Linked DNA regions of Hordeum vulgare: region 1 is linked to region 2. The links are chromatin contacts, called in public Hi-C maps. All regions are on one chromosome and are shown on one strand. The core of a region is the stretch at or near the end of the contact, and the rest is flanking DNA. Distances in the headings are between cores, read along the strand shown.

Region 1 (3,309 bases), core at 220-2,719, 870 kb before region 2:
GGGACGCATCCGAAGGGACACGACGGTTACAAGAGTTGCATCTCTTTGTATGACGCTTTGGTAAGTGGAGATTTAACCCTTAATTAAGGGGAAAAGATTACCTTCCACCGGCTGATCCCCGCGATCCATCCGCCGTCCGCTTGCCCGTTGGATCTCACTCTAATCTCGAACCGTTTTCTGAAACTGGATCGTTGTTTTAGGAAACGGTCATGAAGCTGAGCTCCTCACATTTCCACCCCGCGCCTCCGCCTTGGCCCTGTCGACTTCGCCCGCCGCCTACCTGTTGCCGCTCAGCCTCGCCGAAGCTGCCGCCGTTGCCATGGCCTTCCCCGCCCTGCTCCCGACCCGTCGGCGAGCTCCCGCGACCAGGGGGCAGCCGCCTCGCCTCACGCGGCCAGGGGGCAGCCGCCCGTCGCCCCACGCCGCCGCATCTCAGCCCGCTCGCGGCTCCGCCGCAGCCCCTCTCGGCCACGCTGACGAGCTCCCGCAACCAAGGGGCGGCCGCCTCGCCGCCCGTAGCGCCGCCGCATCCCAGCCTGCTGCAAAAGTTTTGTGAAACATGACCTTTGTTGCAATTTTTTTTTCCGCAACAATACCTATGTTTGCAGAAAGACGAAGATTTTTTTCCTGAAACAAGCAATTGTTTCTGAAACTCGACCGTTGTTTCAGGAATTAATGTGTCCAAAGTTTATTTTTTGCAATAAAACGATTTTTCTGCAACTGGAGCGTCGTTTCAGGAATTAAGTCCAGGAACAGATTACGCGCGAGATCGAACGGCTGTCCAGGTGACGGATGTTTAGTAAATATCTATCGATGGATGCGTAGCAGCCCCCTTAATTAAAACGTGTTAATTAAGTCTTAATATAAGCCAAACCCTGGTGTAAATCAAACGCGTGCCAACCCGAGTCGCCTCCGACCCCAATGCCAGCGTGCACTGTCCTCTGCAATCGGGAAGGGTAGGCACCACGAAAACTCCCACCGATCCGACGGCCCGCATCCGCCACCTCTCAATCAGACGGCCCGTACCCGCTCACGCAAAACACAATAACACCTATCGACTTCAAACCCGGACCCACATCCCTATTCCCAATCTGTCAGCGACCTACCCACATACAACCAAGCGTAGCCACACGGCACCGCGTGCATAATTAAGCAGTAATATCTCGCCCTTAAGAGAAAACGATTTTGGAAAACCAGAAAAAGATGCTCTCGGCATCAGCCAAGCCCACCACGCCTCTCCGCTCCCCCGCTCCTCTCAAAGGAAGCACACGCCCCTGGGATGACGCCACGTCAGCGATCCGCGCCGCGCGATCCAAGCGCCCCCATTGGCCGCTCATATAAGCCGCACCCGCCGTCCCTACGCCGAGTCCACAGCGCGACGCGTGAGCCGCCCCCTTCTTCCTCCAATGGCGAGGTAAACACCCCTCCCACGTATAAATCACTGTATTTCAAATAGCCTCCCCAACCAAAACGCCCCCGATTTTTTTATTTATTTGATTTCGGGGAGGCGAGGGGAGAGATAGAGAGATGGACGAGGCGTGGGAGAGGGCGGTGGAGGCGGCGCTGCACACCGCCGGCGAGGGGAGCTCGTCGCCGGCGAGGAGCCTGACCCTCGACGGCGCCGTCAAGTGCATGCACGGGCGCTTGCCGGCGGCGGAGATACTGGAGCGCCACCAGAGCCTGGAGCACCTCTCGATCGCCGGCGTCGGGGTCGCGTCGCTCGCGGGGTTCCCCCGCCTGCGGAACCTCACGCGCCTGACGCTCTCCGACAACCGCATCGCCGGCGGCCTCGAGCACCTCGTCGAGGCGGGTCTCGCCTCGCTGCGCGACCTCGACCTCAGCAACAATCGCATCCAAGATGTGGACGACCTTGCGCCGCTCGCCCGCCTCCGCCTCGTCTCGCTCGACCTCTACGAGTGCCCCGTCACGCGGGTCAAGGACTACAGATCCAGAGTGTTCGGGTTGATCCGGACTCTCAAGTACCTCGACAAGATGGACGCCGACGAGAACGAGCGCCCGGAGTCGGACGACGACGACGACGATGCGGACGGCGAAGGCGAAGGCGATGCCGAGGAGGAAGATGATGATGAGGACGACGATGACGAGGATCCTGGAAGCGGCGAGGTGGCAAACGGGGGCGTCACCCACTCGCGAGGTAGCGTGGCACCGCGCCCGGTGGAGGTGAATGGGGTGATCCATGTGGATGAGGACGAGAGCGAGGCCGACGAGGTCGTGCCCAATGGGGAAGCCGAGCACCACCACAGGGCCAACGGGTTCAGGGTCGCAGCGGTTGGGGTAGCCCCTGACGAGGATGATGAAGACGTGGAGGATGACGACGATGATGCAGAGGAAGAGTATGAGGAGGAGGATGATTTGGGAGAGGAGATCGATGAGGAGGTTGATGAAGATGACACTGTTGTTGAGGTACTTGATGTGCCCAGTAGTGATGATGAGGAGGATGGCATCGATGAGGACGATGATGATGAGGAAGAGGAGGTTGAGGATGATGGTGAGGAGGCTGAGCCAGAGAGTAGTGGGAGGGTTGCTGTGGCGGTGGGGGGTGTTGGAGAAGAGATTGATGGACATGAACAAGGTGAAGGTGACGATGAGGATGAGAATGGTGAGATTGGAGAGGAAGATGAGGAAAGATTGGAGGATAGTAGGGTTTATGAGGATGGCAACGATGATGACGATGCTGATGATGAGGTATAATACAATTTCTTGCTAGCCTTTGAAGTGCTTTACCTTATTGCAATTTCTGCATGTTCAGTTTGTGGGTGATTGTTCTAGTCATATTGTTTAGCAAGATAACTATTGACCACCCTACTATACTGCAGGTATATTTGAACTGTGGCTAGTTTTTCAGTTAGGAGATTTACCAGTTCATGCATTAGTTATGTGTGCTTGTTAATTTTCCTGATTACGCGGGCAACGCATACTACCAAAGTAGAGTACTTCATATGTCAGATCCACACTTGAAATCTCGTTTCTTTTTGTGGTTGGTTAGGTGAACACCTTGGGTATAAAGTATATTGTGGAAAAGTAAATTTAACGAAATTTGCTCATATGGAGATTTAAGGCAATCATGCTCCCAGTATATTGCTCTCCACCCTCAAAATGATCAGGAGTGTGCCAAAATGATTATGGCAGATCTTGTATTTAGAAGCTCGGGGATTCTTATTTCTTGATATTTTTGGAAATAGATTTAGTTCCTCAGGTTGTTGACCCTAAAACTTTACATATTTGAATGTTAAAATTAGTGACTTTCTAGTTTGTGCTTCTAATATACTTCCTCTGTGAACTGATGTT
Region 2 (3,781 bases), core at 1,088-3,587:
GTAGTACAAATAATATTATCCATGTAATTAATGGATGCAGTGACTACATACTCATATGGGCCACTCATTTCGTAAATTTATAACAAAGTCCCTAAAAGGCTTAGAATTCCGAATCCAAAATAAATCGCAACATATTTGTGTAAAATTTCAGAAGTCACTCTATGGCTTGAAATAGTCGGAAATCATATGGTACTACCGACTAAATGAGTTCCTTCTTCAAAGGATTACTCAAAGGATGATCATTTTTTATGTATTAATAAAGGAATCCCAAAATTTGCTTTCCTTACATCACCTGTGTGTATATTGATGATTTCGTCATCAATGTCTCTATAAGACCTAAACATACATAAAATCATCTCAAGACGGAAAATTTGGATTCAACCAAATTTAGCTTAAGTTTACAACTTCAGCATTCTCTCAAAGAATACATATCAGTCTACATATATCCAAAACATATATGAGAAGTTCAATTTGGATATATCATATCAACAAAAGACATGTATGGTCATACTACCTTTGATAAGGTACAAATCCATTCATACCTAGGGGTGATACTGAAGTGATACTAGGACCTGAAGTTATATATTTCACTAATGTCAAAGCACTCGTATACTTGGAAACTACGTCAGGCCTGACACTATATTTGCTATCTTTATTCGGAGTGCAACCCCAACAAAAGGTATATGGTTGATATAAGTACTATCATCTTATATCTGAAGATTACAGTAAATCTTGGATATTTTCATCAGGAAATAGAAGATATGACCATGATATGATGTAATGATATTGGCTTTTTATTTGATCCCAGTGACGCCATATCAATGACTGAATTTGCTGGAATAGCCTTCACATGAAAGTCATATAAATGGATTTTAATGGTTATTTCCAATTATCATTCTAACATAATTGCTTTATCTAAAAGCATTGCAAAATATGCATGATTTGGCAGAATGATTAACCACACTCAAAATCATGTGGTTGAGATTCATCAGAATTACATTACTTGATTTATCAAGATACTTCCACTTGTGTTACTCAATACCTACATGTTATATGAAGAGCAATATCATAAATCACATTGCTCAGAAATTACTTATCCTCTGGATTATAGAAAGTTGAGGAAATAATTTGCAAACAAAATATTGTGATAATCCAACAGATTATACACAATCTCATGTCAATGGCATTGGTATGAGACATACTCCATATTTGCAAAGTTCAGGGGGAGTAATCTCCCAGACTATAACCTATTAACAATCATCAAATTGCATATATTGTACTCTTTTTCCCTTGATGAGTTTTTCCTAACGGTTTCTCATAAAAGGTTTTTAATGAGATAATATAAACACAAGTATCTATATATGCCATATCATTTTCTCCTTATATTTTTCACACTGGGTTTTAAAGGAGTTTTTCAATGGCATGTGAAATGCACTCTTTTCCTTTATGAGTTTTCTCTCGAAGTTTCTCATGATGGTCTTTAATGAGGCAATATCTTCTCAAAGATCATATGTTATACTTTCTATTTTCCATATCGGGGTTTTTAAAGGAAGTACTCAAGACATATTTATTGTTCTCTAAACTCAAAGATGAGTTTTCTCCTTCTACAAAGGTTTTCTCAAATGAGTTATCACGAGACAATAATCATTATATGTTGTATCATTTTCTCCTTATTTTTCCCACAGGGTTTAAAGGAGTTTTAGCAACATATCTACACTATTCTCCTCATATTTTTCCCGCAGGGTTTTTGGAGGAGACTTTAAAGATTATACAACGATTTCTCATAATGAAGATGATGAACATTCTCGAAGGCAAACACATACAAGGAGGAGTCTTTATGAACATGATATATATTATAAAGACAAGCATTGATTAGGAGGAGTGTTAGGAATTAATTAAATACATTAATTAAGGGATAATCCCTGCTATGTCGGTTGCTTTAGTTTAGCAACTGCTCCTTGTAACCGTCTTTATACTGAGATATATATACCCACATCTTCAATCAATGAGACAACGATTTCATCATTTGCTCTTCCTCTCTTCTTCTATTCTTCACGTGACGGACGCGTAGAGCGGCCCGAAGAAGAAACAAAAAAGTCGAGAAAAAACCAAAACAGGAGCGTAAAAATGCGCAAGAAGAGACGGGCGCTGACGCAACCCGCCCACAAGAAAAAGATACACGTATCCATTCGACGGATGGGCGTCCCACGGGCGGTGGGCCCCACCCGCACGGACACGTCCGCCGTGCTCTCCAATCCACTTAAGTCGCAGTCCCACCCTTGGCGTCCGCCCCTCACTCCTCTTTTAAAACCTCCCTAAAAAAAAAGAGATGCTGCCCCGAAGACGTCAAAATAAAACCACGAGCACAGTGCCCATCCCCTCCGCTCCCCCGTCCCCCCTCCCTCCCCGCGCCACTCGAATCCTCTCCTCTGCGGCTACCAATGGACGCGCAGTACAACCCCAGGACGGTGGAGGAGGTCTTCCGGGACTACAAGGGCCGCCGCAACGGCCTCGCCCGCGCGCTCACCACCGGTAGGTCGCCGCAGATTCGCTCGCCAGATTGGGTTTCTCCTTTTGGCCGCCGAAGATTCGAGCTTTCCGAATTTCGCCGCCGTTCCATGGGATTTTCACCCCGTCTGTGCTCCTCGGCTGGTCTCCTGACTGTTTTGTTTCTTGTTTCTTGTTTCACGCTGCAGATGTGGAGAATTTCTTCCGGCAATGCGACCCGGGTGAGTGAATTCTCGCGCCTGTCCGTCTGTCTGCCCTGCTGTTCTTCGCTGCTCTTTCCGTGCAGATTTTGATGTATTATTATCCTTCCGTAATCTCCGCACTTAATTAAGTACCATTTAGCGTGATTATAATTACTAATTAGAGATGAGTTTTAGTGGAGTTCCTTAGAAAATAACCGATGCGCCTCTTCATCTGAACCTGCTTAGCTGAGTGTTACCCTGAATACTGAAGAGTTAACAGACTAATCTCCACTTTATTTCGAGTCCTTCCCGCAGTTTTAGTACTTATCCATGGATCGAAGAACTAGCAATAGAATATGCACGGTGCGTGAAGCCCTCTGAATGTCGAGCAGAGGGCCTTAACTGTTGGATTTAATAACGAGTTTCCTGTGGAGGTAGACTGTGACGTGGGCCTCAGCAGTCGGATGGCCGGAAACGGATGGCTCAGATCATTCAACATGCTTGGCCGTGCTGCCCTATAGGCTGAGTGGTCAATGAATTCGTCAGTGTCACTTCCTGCTGAAAGCTTCCACCTTTGGGAGCTACTCCTTCGGCCCCCGAAATACTTATCACACAAATTGATAAAAATGGATGTATCTAAACTAAAATACATTTAGATACATCCATTCCTATGATAAGTACGTATTTCCGAATGGAGGGAGTACTTATCTTGGTAGTAGTAGAAAAGGTGGCACTGGCCGTTGGGAGCGGTGGTGGGCTGCTAGTTGGCTGGTGCGTATGTGAGTTTGGTTTATTGGGTTCAGCATTACTGGGTCCTGCTTGGTTGGTGGGGTGTGATTCTTCTGCCCTAATAATGATTGTTGCAGTTCTTGACTTTCAAGGACTGGCAGACTACAATGATAGGAGTAGGACTTGCCGTTCTTTGCTGCTTGCTGCCTACCAGTGTGTGTACAGTCCTACTGTTGCATAGGGCAAAGAACAGTGATGTTGGTTCCTTCAGTGTTTTGGTGGTGGAGGACTGCCTAGCATTGCATTCTACAGTATAATGCTTTGTAAATTTGCACCCCTAACAAAGACCTGTCATCACCCTT

Evidence for each region. Hi-C and Micro-C count contacts between places; a contact is called where the count stands out from the background.
Region 1: a Hi-C map of leaf shows a contact between it and region 2, with 5 times the contacts expected there. The contact joins the promoter of LOC123425364 here to the promoter of LOC123425355 in region 2. A contact is called at or near these places in 2 of 6 Hi-C or Micro-C datasets (leaf and seedling).

The regions. Positions count from the first base shown.
Region 1 is chr2H:104,494,440-104,497,748 of MorexV3_pseudomolecules_assembly, reverse strand. It overlaps LOC123425364 (acidic leucine-rich nuclear phosphoprotein 32-related protein 1), which reads left to right and starts at 1,469. Exons shown (of 2, transcript XM_045109051.1): 1 at 1,469-2,706. The coding sequence starts at 1,528.
Region 2 is chr2H:103,625,777-103,629,557 of MorexV3_pseudomolecules_assembly, reverse strand. LOC123425355 (PHD finger protein ALFIN-LIKE 9-like) reads left to right here and starts at 2,337. Exons shown (of 5, transcript XM_045109040.1): 1 at 2,337-2,532; 2 at 2,697-2,729. The coding sequence starts at 2,442.